5 separate regions of the Mus musculus genome follow, and regions 2, 3, 4 and 5 are each linked to region 1. Evidence: chromatin contacts called from public HiChIP or PLAC-seq data. All regions are on one chromosome and are shown on one strand. The core of a region is the stretch at or near the end of the contact, and the rest is flanking DNA. Distances in the headings are between cores, read along the strand shown. Region 1 has its middle 17 kb from the start of Gm36227. Region 2 has its middle 66 kb from the start of Gm25401. Region 3 has its middle 14 kb from the start of Gm25401. Region 4 overlaps Mir100hg (Mir100 Mirlet7a-2 Mir125b-1 cluster host gene). Region 5 holds the start of 1700063D05Rik (RIKEN cDNA 1700063D05 gene).

Region 1 (2,861 bases), core at 278-2,777:
GAGAAGTCAAAAGCAAAAACATGAGGAGGAAGCGGGGCCCAGAACAGAGCCCAGGGGGAAACCAACTTTTAAAATCTCAATTTCTCTGTCTCTGTCTGATTCTGCCTCTCTCTGTCTCTCCGTGTGTGTGTGTGTGTGTGTGTGTGTGTGTGTGTGTGTGTGTGTGTGTGTGTATGTGTGTGCATAATGTCATTTTGGTGTGTGTGTTCATGTGTTAGAATGCAGGCACACTTGTGGAGTTAAAGGAAAACCTTGCGTTGTTAGTTTGTTTGGGACAGGGTCATTTGCTCGATGCTCTGTGTGACAGGGCTCATGAGCTTTCCCGGGAATTCTTCTATCTCAGATCCTCATCTTGCAGTGGGGGCACTGAGGTCAGACACATACCCACTGAGCCATCACTCCTGCTCAGAAAACCAACTCTTAAAGCCTAGCCAGAAGAATCCTGTCCCAGGAAGGACAATAAGGACAAGGAACCAGGCTGGGGGGGAGGGGGGAGGGGGGATTCAGAAACAAGTTATACTACAGAGGCCCCGGGTGGTGTGGGGACATAAACCTTCGAGGTAGGAATATCACCCCAACCCAGGGTTGCTGCCCAGTACCAAGGAGGGTATCATGCTGGCACTGGCATGACTGAGTTCTGTGGAAGCCATACCCCACCCCACCCCTGCATACCTGCAACACCTCCCTCTGTCACTAACAATGACATTGGGGAGGAGACAGGATCCCACAGCTTTAGACCTCCCTGCCCAAGAAAGATGCAACAGAAGACCCCGCTGTGGGGCTCCTTCCCCTGGTGACTTTTTCACTGAGCTGAACGACCACCTGTTTCTCCCAAATATCAGAGCATCATCCAAATTCTCTGCACTGTGCGCTGGGATGCTTTCGAGCCTGGGTCTCTTTCTTGGATCCCAGGAAAACAGGCTGAAACCCTGGTAGGTAGATAAAAAGACACGGATTGCCTAGAGCCCCTCAGGCCACTCGGTGATTCCTCCCGCACCCGCCATGGCAGCAGTTGAGCAAGAACATTAGTGTAACCTGTGTGGGGGAGTGACTATGAGCTTACCGACTCTACCTCCTTCCGAAGAGCAAGCTCCCACAAACCCTTTTCCCTCCTCCACCTAGTCCCTTCGCTGGCATGGTTCTCTTTCCTACGCAGAATTTATGCAGTTACTCGCTTTCACAAGCACCCAGGCAGGCTGTCTGGAGGCACCACCTGCTGCCAAGGCTATGGCTGAGGAGATCAGCAAACACTATCAGGGAGCCAGGCACCCAGTGGACCTATTTTCTGCTCCTTCAGCCAAGCACCCCCTGTAGCCGACTCCTGGGGCCCTTGCCAGATCCTGCCACGCATAGATCCTGCAGGGGAGAGCAAGAGACTGAGCACAGGGTCTTCCCTGGCTGCGCCCCTGCACGTGCACGCGGGCAGGTGTCCCTCCCCTCCCCCTTCGATTCCTGCGCAGGGCTGTGGTCCTTTGTGTCTGAGTCTCCTCGCGCGCGTCTGCTCTAGACTGGGTGGGGTGGGGGAAGCCGGAAGCGGCGTCTGGGACTTGAAAAATGCCTAGAAGGGTGGACCTTTCCATTCACAGCCCCGACCCCCTCCAGGGCCTCCATCCCCCTCCCCCATCATCCTCCTGCAAGCCCACACCACATCACCTCACCTCTCTTTCTCAGTTTCCTCTCCCCCACCCCCCGCCCCCGCCCAGGTCATCTGGATGTCATTGTCCCTGTGGTGGTTCCCCAGCTACGAGTTTGCATTCGCTGCCCCCACGTGTACGGAACTAAACGCACTAAAGCACCCCCACTCTGCATACCCTATACAACTTCACTTCCGGGGAAGACTCTCCAGGTACCTCATTCCCTGGCTCCATGATCCTCATAAAGAATGGCTTCTTTATCCCCAAAGAGTAATGAAAGGGGCCTAGGGGATATTTAACAAGAGCAGGGGGCACCGCCAGGAAGGGGACTACGTTTTTTTTGTGTTGAACAGTGGGTGGATGTGCTGCCTTGTGAGGCTTGGGCCAATTTCGTCCTTTCCTTAAGAATATAGGAGAGCAGTCTAATTCCCCTCCGCTCCTCTAAACGCAGACTTGGGAGGGGTGTGTGTGGACGGCTATACAGTGAACCCCATTAAAATGTTTTCCTTTTATTTAGCTTCAAAAGCTGTTACTTCATTCGATAACAGCATATATATATATATATATATATATATATATATATATATATATATGTATGTATGTATGCTGAAAAAGATCAGCAAAAACCTAGGACATTGTTGCTTTAAGAATCTAGACGAAAACACCTTAAATGAACTCTGCAGCAGACAGTTGAAGGGGGAAAAAAAAAAGCCCTTCTCTGGCCCTTGCTGCTTTTTGCCATTATTCATGATGTAATTTTTCAGGTGTTAGTTTGGCAGAGAAAGATTGGAACTGGGCTTGTTGCTAGGACATGAATGAAGAAGAGGAATCTCATTGGTTCCCCAGTACTTGTCTGGAGCCAATGAGATGGAAGGGGATGGAGTTGGGAGGGAGGCCACCAGGAAAAAAAAACAGAGAGAGAGAGAGAGAGAGAGAGAGAGAGAGAGAGAGAGAGAGAGAGAGAGAGGGAGGGAGGGAGGGAGGGAGGGAGGGAGGGAGGGAGGGAGGGAGGGAGGGAGGGAGGGAGGGAGGGAGAGAGAGAGAGAGAGAGAGAGAGAGAGAGAGAGAGAGAGAGGGAGGGAGGGAGGGAGGGAGGGAGGGAGGGAGAGAGAGAGAGAGAGAGAGAGGGAGGGAGGGAGGGAGGGAGGGAGAGAGAGAGAGAGAGAGAGAGAGAGAGAGAGAGAGGAGAGAGAGAGAGAGAGAGAGAGAGAGAGAGAGAGAGAGAGA
Region 2 (2,700 bases), core at 111-2,610, 660 kb before region 1:
TGATGGATTGTATAGTTTATGATAAAGTGAACCACCTTTCTCCCCAAGTTGCATTTGGTCAGTATTTTATTACAGCAACAGAAAGCAAACCAGGACAGCTAGTAAGACAGGGAGGAATAGAGGCCATTGGTGGGAGGTAGGGTGGATGGGGACTTTCCATGTAAGATACTTTGGAATGTGGGAGCAAATAATTTATTACCCAAACCTCTAGCTCCCTGGACACATTGCTGTTGGCATGTGTCTTATTTAAAATAAAAACAGAAGAAGAAGAAGAAGAAGAAGAAGAAGAAGAAGAAGAAGAAGAAGAAGAAGAAGAAGAAGAAGAAGGAGGAGGAGGAGGAGGAGGAGGAGGAGGAGGAGGAGGAAGAGGAAGAGGAAGAGGAAGAGGAAGAGGAAGAGGAAGAGGAGGAAGGAAGAAGAGTAAGAAGAGTAGTTCTTGTTTCTTAGAAAAAACTGTGAAGCCAATCCAGGGCATTCAAATACTGCAGTGGGAATGGAAAGGAAGGAAAAAAATGTATTTGGTGAGAATTCAGAGGCTGCTAATTGTCTTTATTGAAATAATACTGAATTAACAACTCAGAAAAGTTAGAAGACATCTTCTTTAGGAGGAGGAGGAAGAGAAAGGGGGAGGAGGAGGAAGGGGGAGGAGGAGAAAGTCCTTGTAAACAGCATAGAAAAATACTATTTGCAAATTTTGCTTTCCTCATCTCAAAACAAAGCAACCGGTGCGTGCTGTGGAGACTCTTAAACACGCTGTCCGCTTTCCTCTTGTGGTTCTAAAATCCTGAAAGTGCCACGCAGTCAGTCTACTCCAGGTCCCAGTCTGCCCTCTCCCCACAACGGGCCCCCACCCCCACTTCCTTTCCACAACAAACACTTTTGCAACCCTTTCTCTGATGAATGGCCAGAAAAGAGATACTGGATGAGAACAATTAGAAACTTTAATGACCCTTCAGGCAGCACACAATTATAAACCACATTCTTATTTTTATAAGGAATTAGCTACAGATTGGGCAGCTAGCTGCCCCTGTCATGCCTTGAAATATTTCTTCTCTTCCTGGCAGAGTTGAGCATGCTGGCACCTCTCTCTCTCTCTCTCTCTCTCTCTCTCTCTCTCTCTCTCTCTCTCTCTCTCTCTCTCTCTCTCTCTCTCCCTCTCCCTTACTCATATATATATATATATATACATATACATATATACACGCGGACTTGCCAATTCCAGCACCTTCAAATGTATTATCCCGTCCTTTCGTCTCCAAGATGACCTGAAATGACCTTTTGCTTGGCAGGAGACGTGACTCAACTGATAATAAAAGAGTTTTGAAGGGGGCGGGGAATGATGGCTAAGGAGGGAGGGGGGGGGTGGCTGTCTGGTCCTGGTTGCTGAGCTGCAAGGCAGTCAGGGAGGGACATGGAAGAGCAGGAAGGGGCCAGATCTCTAATACTGCCATATTTTTTGGCTACGGTATTTTCTGTTATTAATTTACTACATATCACCTATTGCACGAAGGGAGAAGAAAGATTTTTACCCCGCTAAGGCACACCAGTCTCTTTGTTTAACCCGGACCCGAGGCTGCTCAGCCATGACCACTGGGAGGGAGGGAGGGAGGGATGGGGGCGGGGCCGATGTCTGGGCATCCCCCTGCATCGAGGCCCCAGCTCTCCCCCTGGACGTGGGGTCCCAGCCCTGCAGCTTTCCTTCTGTAAGGCTTTGCAGCTGCGAGCACCTTCGCAGAGTAATATGGCTAGCTAACATTGCCCGGTGCGATTCTATTTCACACCAGCAGCCTTAGAGGGGCGTGGGCTTTTCCCAGAATCTTGATTTCTTTGTTGTTTAGGAAAGGCTCAAATTTTCACAAATCCCAGAGAACTCCAAGTAGGCGTCTCAGATAGATTTTAACGACTGGATCCCCCTCGCCTCCACCGACCCCACCCTGCACCGACTTAAGAAGGGAAGGAGACAAAAAAGAACTATTATCTAGGAACTCTGCGAGGTGGCAGGAGCTGCTACAGCCGCATCGCTGGACCTCCCCTAGACTGATGCTCTCTTTTGTAAAGTGCTGTTTTCCCAGCGACTCCCTCTTACAAAGGACATCTTGAGGCACACTGTATAAATTTGGGGTGTGTACACTTTGGCGAATCATCTGCACACCGACAGGGACAAAGGGGAGGGTTTCGGTAGGTGGTTTGCCGGGTGCTTTCAGTCAACTTAAGTAGGCGAGTTGTCCCTGGAGTAAAAATTGGATTTTAGCCACCTGAGCCGAACTTAGTGAGCTGCTTGTGTGTGCAAATGCTTGTGAAGTCCTCACACCAGGCATGGAGTACTCTGGTCCTTTCAGATCATGGAAGCACCTGCTGGAAAGTTGGCAGGGCTGATTCCTCAAGTTCCTTGTCCACAGGAGAGAGATGCTCTTGGCTGAGAGACAGGTACTCTGGGAAGTGCTGCACAGGTTTCTTCCCAATGTAAGAGAATTCACATCTCCTGGCTTTCGTCATTCATTCATTCATTCATTCATTCATTCATTCATTCATTCATTCATTCATTCATCTGCTCAATCAATCATTCATTTATCACAGATACCTTTGTGTTTCAGTGTTAGTCGCCACCAGTGAAAAAGTGCAATCAAAAAATACATTCAGGTTTGCCCTAAAGGAGTTTGTAATGAATATGTGAAACACAAACAAACCGACTTTTAAAGA
Region 3 (2,738 bases), core at 167-2,666, 610 kb before region 1:
TTCAGGAAGTAGTCAATTGGGGTCTGAAGATGTTAAATAAAAGTGCTCTATATGGATAATTTGCAGATTTTTGGTTGCATGGTATTTTTAGTGCCATGGAACTGCATTCAATTCCACTCTCTTCTTCCTTGAGCGTGAGCCTTCCCTTTTTTTTGAGCATTTCCACTTTGTATGCACATAACCAGCTCTCTTGGTGCTAGCGTTCAAATAATCTTTATTTTACTTAACATCACCACCCACTTTTGTTTTAAGGATTAAACCCAGGGGATATGTATGCTAGACCTCCGCCCTATCATTGAACTATATTCCCAGAACTCTTTTATTTTAGATTTTGAAATTTCAGAACAGAGTCTCACGAAATTGCACAGGCTAGCCTTGACCTTGCCTTGACCTCACTCTTGGAGCTCTTCTGGGATTCCTGATCCTCTTGCTTTAGGCTCTGAGTAGTAGGGATTACAGGCTTATGCCACCATGTCTAACTTAGCCAGTATGCTGTTAGTGATTGCTCTACCTTTTAAAAGTAGTTCTTATCGATCTCTTATTGTGCTTAATGTGCAAATGGCACTTTATGACAGCTTTGTGTAAAGGAGGGAGTGCTGAAGCCATATGGTTTCGTGTTACCTGTGATTTCTGGGATGTGTGAGATATCTCCTCCACAGATTTGGGAAGCAACTTATTGGCTGACATTTGAATCTTGGCAAAGGATTGCTCTAGATGAATTGATTCTTTACAAAAGCTGCCCATGACATCCCATGATTTCCTATCTAAATACAGAGGCTTCTAGGGTGTATCCCAGCCATGCCTTCACGACTATTTCCTAACATGTCTCTGATGTTTTTGACTGAAGAAAAGCATGGCCAACCTCACTCAGGTCTTCGTGTTGCCTAGAACAGGAAACTAGATCCAGAGGTCACACTATGTTATGGAGAGAGAGACACAAACATGGGCCCTGGTGAAGGGGGGTGGAGACGTTGTAGGCTAAGACACTACTACAGGCTGAGGGTCCCTGCCCTTTTTGCTGTGCCATGGGTCCTCTCTGACCTCTACGATGTCTTGCCATGAGGATGGTTCAGCCATTCCAAACTCTCTTTTTCTCTGGCTTAATCTAACATCTGAGAAATCCATTTGCTCTCTTTCTCGTACATATAAACACCTTGCAGTGTGTATGTGTGTTGGGGAGGGGGGCTCAGCTTTTTTCTTCCCTTAGAGAAAGCATGAAAACAAACAAAACAAGTCCCATGTCTGAACACTCCCAAAATTCTCAGAATTACAGAAAAGGAGGCACGTGTGAGTGACTGAATTTGTTCAAGAGCAGGAGGCAAGGAGATGTTTGTGTAACAACAGCCTCAGACAACAGGACCAACCAGAAGCACAGCATGGCTGTGTCATGGCTACAGGCCCTAGGAGAAGCTGGCTTTCTTGTCAGGTTTAGACAGATACCTTTTGTCAATCATGGATCAATGCTGGCCAGGCAAGCTTTGTCTCAGAGGCTTGCGAGGATAATGTTTCTTTGTAAGCGTAGTTTCTTTTGCCCTTTTAAACTCTAATGTCATTGTTTTTCAAACAAAACTCTGTGTGTGCTTTGCTGGAGCTTGCTGGATAAGTAAGCACTGTCATTTAAATGAGTATTTAATGTTATATAACTGTCATTTGGCACTTATAAACGGGAATCTGAAAATATCAGGTGGATAATAAAATAGATTTCAATATCATTCCTCAAAAAGGAAAGTGCCCTCTGTTTTTGTTGTGAATGCTGTCTGAGGCTTCCCTCCCCACGTCCCCTCTTCCCTGAGTAACAATCTTGTCTTCCAAGACCGTCAGAAAAATAGCCTATTTTTAAATTTTTAGACTTTCTGTCTTAGGGAAAGGGAAAATATTGTATGGAAAGCAACAGTGGCAGCCGCAGCAGCAACAACCACAACAATAAGAAATACCTGCCTTACAGTGTCGGCTGAATGCCCACGGATGCAATGCGCATGTTAGACACATCAGGCTAAAATGGATTCTAAGCGTATTCTTAGATTAGATTTAGTTACACAGCATTTTAGAGAGAGGTGACAGGTAAGCTTTCAAAACTGGTAGGCATTTTAGTTCATTGTAGCCAGAAGTTAAAAATAATTGCAATGAATTTTAAGTCACAAGAAAAACCTTCCTTCTGACCTGGCTCCCAGAGCTGGCTGGAGAAAGGCCTTTATCCAGGCATTTGGGACAGCTCTTTCTTTAGAGAAAAAGCCAGCCGTCTGTTTTTCTTCTCTCTGGGGTAGCTGCCATTTCGGACAGGCAGGCACAAAGCCGGGAACATAATCAAGGGCAGAGAAAACTCACCCCATGTTCTATTTGTCATGCTGACCCGCAGGTCATAACCTGAAAGTTTATGGATCAGGGAGACAAGGCCTCCCTGGAAGTCTGTTTTCTGGGCTTTGGCTGATGCTAAGTTCCTGACTTCTGAAAGAGGGGAGGGTGTGGACTTCCAGGGCTAGCCAGTGGGAAGGAAGTAATATTCATTAAGAGTGTCTCATGCAAGCCGCGCAGGCAAGCATGCTCAGTGTAAATTCTCCCGGAGTCTGTCAGCTATGTTTGAACTCAGTCCAGCAGGGCTGCCTTTACTTTTTTTTTTCCCTACCAGGAAGAATGCTCCATTACATTGTGCTTTGCCTCTCTCTCTCTCTCTCTCTCTCTCTCTCTCTCTCTCTCTCTCTCTCTCTCTCTCAGAAGATCAGTAACAATGTTATTTTCTG
Region 4 (2,700 bases), core at 173-2,672, 540 kb before region 1:
CTCATGTATCCGCTTATCCTATACTGCTCACAGTTGTGTCAGGGTGTGTGTGTGTGTGTGTGTGTGTGTGTGTGTGTGTGTGTGTGTGTGTGTGTGTGCATGTGCATGTATATGTATGTGTATACATATGTATATTTATAGCAGTCATCTTAAACACATATTTTTTCTTTAAAATCTTTTACTTCTAAAACTAGCATATAAAGAAATTAATTTTCTTGGGTGTGTGGGTCTATGATTTTAATTCCTGTTTGGAATCATCACTCATAGCAGAACATTTGCCATCCTAAATGTTTTCCCATACCACTGCTTTGTACTCACATACCTCTGCCATGTCCTGTCTTTAGAGCCCCAAGTTTGCTGAGAGTAGTGTATTAACGGAATTAGAAGGTGACACTTGGCAGGGAGTGGGGGTGGGGTGGGTGGATGGCGTCCTCCACTCAATACAATGTCCTTTAGGCTCATCCGTATTGCTCTGTCAGTAACTCTTTTCATTATTATTCGATCAGATCCTTACTATGCCATCCACATCAGTGTTGAACTAGCATTAATCCCCTGTCTCAGCATCTTGAGTGTTGGGATTACAGTCATAAGTTACCACATCCTCATCCAGCTAGAACTTCCTCGCTTTTGTAGCTCCATAGTGTTCCGCATGTAACAACACTGTTCTTGGTCTTCCATTCGTGGATTACGGGGCATTCTGATTCCTTCCAGCTTGGAGTGACTGGAAATAAGATTGCGATAATATCCCTCTGCTTATATCTGTGTTAATATAAGTTAGTTGTTTTCCTCTACAGTAAATGACTGTAAGCGTACCTCTTAGTTTGGATCACGTCCCCCTTTTTGAACTTGAGTGTGCTCCACCCCTTGGTCTGCTCTCAGACTAAGACCCTCGCCTTTCCTTATGGATGAGCAGACCTTGTGGATCTGCTCCTTCTCATATCTTCCATCCCACAGCCTTTCCTTTGTAAACGAGGAACTCCCAGAGCACAATTTGAGTGGAGCCCATTTTAATTCATCTAAATGTTCTCAGCTCCGTGTTTGTTGTGGCTTGGATTATTGCACCAGTAACGTAGTACCCTCTGCTGGCTGGTTCACAATGCTGGCTCTATGCCTGTGATTTAAACAAAACAAAACAAAACCCTATAGGTGGAATGGAAACAAGCAAAAGGAATGGGGTGGGGGAGGAGGGGAGAGAAGGCGGAGCTGTGAGACCTCCCATAGAAATAGCAGCCTGACAAGTACACTTCATTTATTTGATGCTACACATATAGATAAATGTTGCAATATTTTTATGGAACCTTACAATATTGTCTTCTCAATTGTAGGCAAAGATGGGCTGTCTGGAAAGCTGGACCCAGCCTGGAGCCTGCCACCCAGATTGCTATTTTGTGAAACCTTCTGCATACAAATGACTCAGATCCAAACATTCAAAAATGATCTCGGAGGGCCATCTGGTTCTCACTGGTTCTAAAAGCTTCATTCAGCCCAGGGTGTGGATCCGGTTCAAAAGATAGAAAGAGCTTTTCACAGAGAAAGGTCTAATGTGTTCCACTGACCAAAGCTGCAAGCTAGCTTTTAAAACCAGCCAGCCATGGTGCTCTGAGGGCTAGTGGATGATGACTTTCATAGGTCAGTGGAAGTCTGATAAATATTTAATTGATGATGTGTTTGTATAGTGGTTTGAACACACACACACACACACACACACAGATGCAATTTTGTATCATCAAGAAACATGTGTTAATTTGTTTGGGTGTCTGAATGAGTCCGTGATTTAGACTGAACCAGCATGTCAGGCAGGCCATGAGGTCTACCAGAGCCGTGTAATCTTTGCGATGTGTCATTTTTAATTCGTGAAGACAATACAGTCAACCTTGCAGTCCAGATGCTGGTGTTGATCGCCTTTGCTGTTTGCATGGCCTGGCTGCTTGCCTTCCTGATCAAAGGAAGGTTTGTGTCCTCTGAAGCCAGGGGATAGGGAATGCTCCTTTGGGAGGCTCACAGCACGAACAGAAGTGGGAGCTTGTGTGATCTCAGCCTCAGCTTTGGGCTACACCCAAGTTCGGAGATGAGGCATCGGGGAATAGCAAGTGAAGTGTGTATAGTCTCGGGTGGGACACTTGCTTTCCTTCTCATTCCTGTGGGTTTCACTGTCTCATCTGACAGTAATGTTCAGGGAGAAATGTGTGTTTCCATTAATGCAGTCACACCAGCCCAAAATGTCTCATATGTTGTGGTCTTGAAAACTTTTTGTTAATGGCTTCCCATACTCTAGGATGAAGAGTTCAGGCAGAGGTTGCTGGCTCCCTAAACCCAGTACAGCACTCAAAGAAGTATATTCAAGTAAAGAAGATATTCAAGGGAGTTTGTTAAATACTGGGGACAAAACCCAGCTTGTTAAGGGCACCCACGTGTGAGATGACATGGGTGAATGTTGGGACCGTGGTGCAGTCATTGTACCCCTACTCCAGGTAACTCAGCTTTCTCTGTTCACTCTTAGTGAATCCTGCAATGGACTGACCTCATCTTCCCGAGGCTGTGATGTTTCAGGAGAGTTTCACTATTGCTGACCAACTGAGACCACCAGGAGCTCCTAAGTGCAAAGAGTAAGTGTTTTCTCCAACAAGATAATGTTTCCAAAACCAAACAACTTCAGTTGACCTTATTCACCATGTCTCTTCCAGGAGACAGGAATCCTTT
Region 5 (2,700 bases), core at 116-2,615, 730 kb before region 1:
CTGGTGTGTCTGAAGACAGCTACAGTGTACTTAGATATAATAATAAAATCTTAGAAAGAAAGAAAGAAAGAAAGAAAGAAAGAAAGAAAGAAAGAAAGAAAGAAAGAAAGAAAGAAAGAAAGAACTGGGTGATTCTAGGATAAGAAGCTTGGCTGTATGGGAAATGTAGTTGAAGATGAGCCTGGGGTTGAGATGGTGGAGCACTGCTTTCTCGGCTTCTGCTTCAGTCCCACCGGCAACATCTGTCCTTTTGATGATGGACAGTGACCTACAAGTTAAAATAAACCCTTTCCTCCCCAACTCATTTTTGGTCCTGGTGTCTATCACAGCAACAGAACGTTACGCAGAACACTGACTGGGACTCCAGTTGTCACTACACAGTAATATTGCAGGGTAACTTCAGGGTTAGCTGGTGCTGATATAGGGTAAGTCTGGCAAAGGTCTACAGCAAGCTCTGCAATCTGTGAGAAAGGAGTCTTGTACTAGTTGCTCCTTGTGTCTGAGGCCTAGTGGAACATGTAAGCCATACATGGTCTCGGGGTTGGTTTAGAGGACTCTTTGACCAAGAATAACAGCATTAGTGAGCTGACACAAAGGGATCCAGGGAATAATCTCTAAGAATGTGAGAAGCCAAGCAGGTGGGCACCGGCAAGACCCAAGATTTGGGTTCAAACTCTGCCCCCTTGTGGAGAACAGGCTTTATTGAGGGAGAGCTGGGGCAGGGATGGAGGCTGTGACTCTGGATGCGGGGGTGGGGGTGGGCTCAGGACACTGAAGCAGATTAGGGGCTAACACATTTACTATGATTGTTACTAGCACCATGGACAGACAGAGGGTGGCAGCAAGGCAGGGGCTTCTGAGAGAGTTCATGTCCCAGCATCAGGGATAAACAGCATAGTGGGGTCTCTGAAGAGAAGCAGAGCCCACTTGGTAGAATCCACTTCTTTCAGCTCTTGGGGATGTGGAAAGTTCACACCAAGAGCCTGCAGCCAGGCTGCTTGGTACCCAGGTAGGAGCCTGGGAAAGAGATGGTGAAAAGGATTGGCACAACTTTTGATATAAACTTACTTCCCAGGTGAGGTGCCTCAAGGAAAGCCCAGCTAGCTTAGAATTCACAAACAGTGTCCCAGCAGGGTGCCTGCCAGTGTCCCTGAATTGGCCTGAGCCAGGATGTAGTCTAACCTTACAGTCTTAAAGAGCTAAGCATCTGCTGTAGGAAATCCAGGGCCCAAGGACTCTTAGGAGTCCAGTCTAACGGCTTTTATTCTGTTTCCCTCAATGGCTGCATCATAGAGGAGTTTAGCTATCAGGCTGCACTGAAAATTCCAGATTCTGTGAGACTGGGTCACAATCAAGAAGGTCCTTAGTTGTAGTTTGTTGTCTTGCTTGGGTCCCTGCAGTTAAAACAAGATGCTCCTCCCTAGGTTATTATAAAACCCAGCAACTCGACCTCCCGTAAGGAGATCTGGGCTTTCAGAGGAGAAGCTGTGTTTCTATATGATGTCAATGTTTGAAGAGTTTGGACAGTGTTTGAGCTGAAGTGAGTTTAGGTTACAGGCTAATAACTCACTTTATGTACAGGAGGAAGAAATGGAGATGCCCGTCTATTTAGGCGGGGCTGTCCCAAGCGTGGAAGATGGGTGGAAGATGATTTGCATGAATGCTGGGTAGCATGGGCAGAGGAGCGATTTCCCAGCGTTGACTTAATCCTTGGTTTGTTTTTTATTTTCAGCCTTTTAACCCTGCTCTGCTCTTTATGAAACTGTGTGTCACAATGTTAGTCCACTCTGGCCTTAAACTTGATCCTTCAGCCCCAGCATCCCAAGTCCTGGGATTATAGTTAAGTTTCTCCACACCAGGCGTCCCAGTGATTTCAATAGATGAGCAAATTTGGGAGTCAATGAAATGGGAGAAAGACCCGTGTCATAAGGCATCGTAGAACGTCATTACTGCCGCCCCCGCGTCTAATTGCCGAGGACAAAGAGGGAGAGAGCTACTCAAGGTAGACATTGGAGAGAGCAGAGGGAGAGAATGACTGTATTAGGGATGTACAGTAGGGGGTGGGAGGGGCAACTGAGAAAAGGAGAACTCCAGAGATGCGATTCAAGGGAATTCTCTCCCTTCTGAGCAGAAGGTCCTGGGGTGCCCTAGCAGACAGCGGAGCATTAGAAAGGGCACAGCACTCCTGGACATTTTGCTGATGTTGTATAGCGACTGCATTGCAGGGCTGTCCTGGGAATATTTCTGTGCTGGAAATACGCCCCAGCCCCCGTTTGTTGTTGTTGTTTTATTTTGTAAATAACTAAGAGAAGAGAACTCCGTTGTTTTGCCAGATGGGATTCATTCGTTAGGTACAATTTATTCTTTTACTGTCACATAAACCCAATTCTAAGCATTCAGTCTGTGTGCAACTGTGACTGGGCCCTCCCCTAGAAAATTGTGCTGCTCTTGCTTAGAGAGAACATGTCTGCTTCCTTCTTCAAAGCTTTCCCTTGAACCCCAGGCTTCCAGCTGGAGGACCAGTGCCTGGGAGCTCTAGAGAGAAAACCCAAGGCTGCCCAGGATTCCTTCCGGAACGCGTCATTGTCAGGAAAAAGAGAGGGCCTTGATGTTAGACACAGACAACTCCTGGGGAGGCGGAGGTGAGGAGTTCTCACCGTGTCGCCAAAAGGACACACGGACTGTGAAGAGAGGATTTGA

What was found. HiChIP or PLAC-seq counts read pairs in DNA pulled down with a chosen protein or histone mark.
Region 2: an H3K4me3 HiChIP or PLAC-seq map of craniofacial prominence shows a contact between it and region 1, with 4 times the contacts expected there. The contact joins two enhancer-like sites. A contact is called at or near these places in 8 of 115 datasets of contacts at active chromatin or transcription factors (craniofacial prominence, embryonic basal ganglia, embryonic forebrain and 5 more).
Region 3: an H3K4me3 HiChIP or PLAC-seq map of embryonic hindbrain shows a contact between it and region 1, with 6 times the contacts expected there. The contact joins two enhancer-like sites. A contact is called at or near these places in 1 of 484 Hi-C or Micro-C datasets (reprogramming fibroblasts) and 6 of 115 datasets of contacts at active chromatin or transcription factors (craniofacial prominence, embryonic basal ganglia, embryonic forebrain and 3 more).
Region 4: an H3K4me3 HiChIP or PLAC-seq map of forebrain shows a contact between it and region 1, with 5 times the contacts expected there. The contact joins two enhancer-like sites. A contact is called at or near these places in 7 of 115 datasets of contacts at active chromatin or transcription factors (craniofacial prominence, embryonic basal ganglia, embryonic forebrain and 4 more).
Region 5: a contact with region 1 is called in an H3K4me3 HiChIP or PLAC-seq map of embryonic forebrain, with 5 times the contacts expected there. The contact joins the promoter of 1700063D05Rik here to the enhancer-like site in region 1. A contact is called at or near these places in 1 of 484 Hi-C or Micro-C datasets (bone marrow-derived macrophages), 10 of 115 datasets of contacts at active chromatin or transcription factors (craniofacial prominence, embryonic basal ganglia, embryonic forebrain and 6 more) and 1 of 9 other capture datasets (liver).

What each region holds. Positions count from the first base shown.
Region 1 is chr9:41,934,369-41,937,229 of GRCm38.p6, forward strand. No RefSeq gene overlaps it. Among named protein-coding and RNA genes, the nearest start is that of Gm36227, 17 kb to the left of the region's middle. Within about 2 kb of position 1,528, at least 142 of the 459 cell types and tissues checked have an H3K27ac peak or open chromatin away from gene starts, as enhancers often do. A contact at or near this core is called in craniofacial prominence, embryonic basal ganglia, embryonic forebrain and 3 more, where this site is marked.
Region 2 is chr9:41,271,936-41,274,635 of GRCm38.p6, forward strand. No RefSeq gene overlaps it. Among named protein-coding and RNA genes, the nearest start is that of Gm25401, 66 kb to the right of the region's middle. Within about 2 kb of position 1,361, at least 110 of the 459 cell types and tissues checked have an H3K27ac peak or open chromatin away from gene starts, as enhancers often do. A contact at or near this core is called in craniofacial prominence, embryonic basal ganglia, embryonic forebrain and 1 more, where this site is marked.
Region 3 is chr9:41,324,540-41,327,277 of GRCm38.p6, forward strand. No RefSeq gene overlaps it. Among named protein-coding and RNA genes, the nearest start is that of Gm25401, 14 kb to the right of the region's middle. Within about 2 kb of position 1,417, at least 26 of the 459 cell types and tissues checked have an H3K27ac peak or open chromatin away from gene starts, as enhancers often do.
Region 4 is chr9:41,390,694-41,393,393 of GRCm38.p6, forward strand. It overlaps Mir100hg (Mir100 Mirlet7a-2 Mir125b-1 cluster host gene), which reads left to right. Exons shown (of 5, transcript NR_131928.1): 2 at 2,501-2,606. Among named protein-coding and RNA genes, the nearest start is that of Mir100hg, 16 kb to the left of the region's middle. Within about 2 kb of position 1,423, at least 30 of the 459 cell types and tissues checked have an H3K27ac peak or open chromatin away from gene starts, as enhancers often do. A contact at or near this core is called in forebrain, where this site is marked.
Region 5 is chr9:41,204,790-41,207,489 of GRCm38.p6, forward strand. It overlaps 1700063D05Rik (RIKEN cDNA 1700063D05 gene), which reads left to right and starts at 1,366. Exons shown (of 5, transcript NR_040392.1): 1 at 1,366-1,540.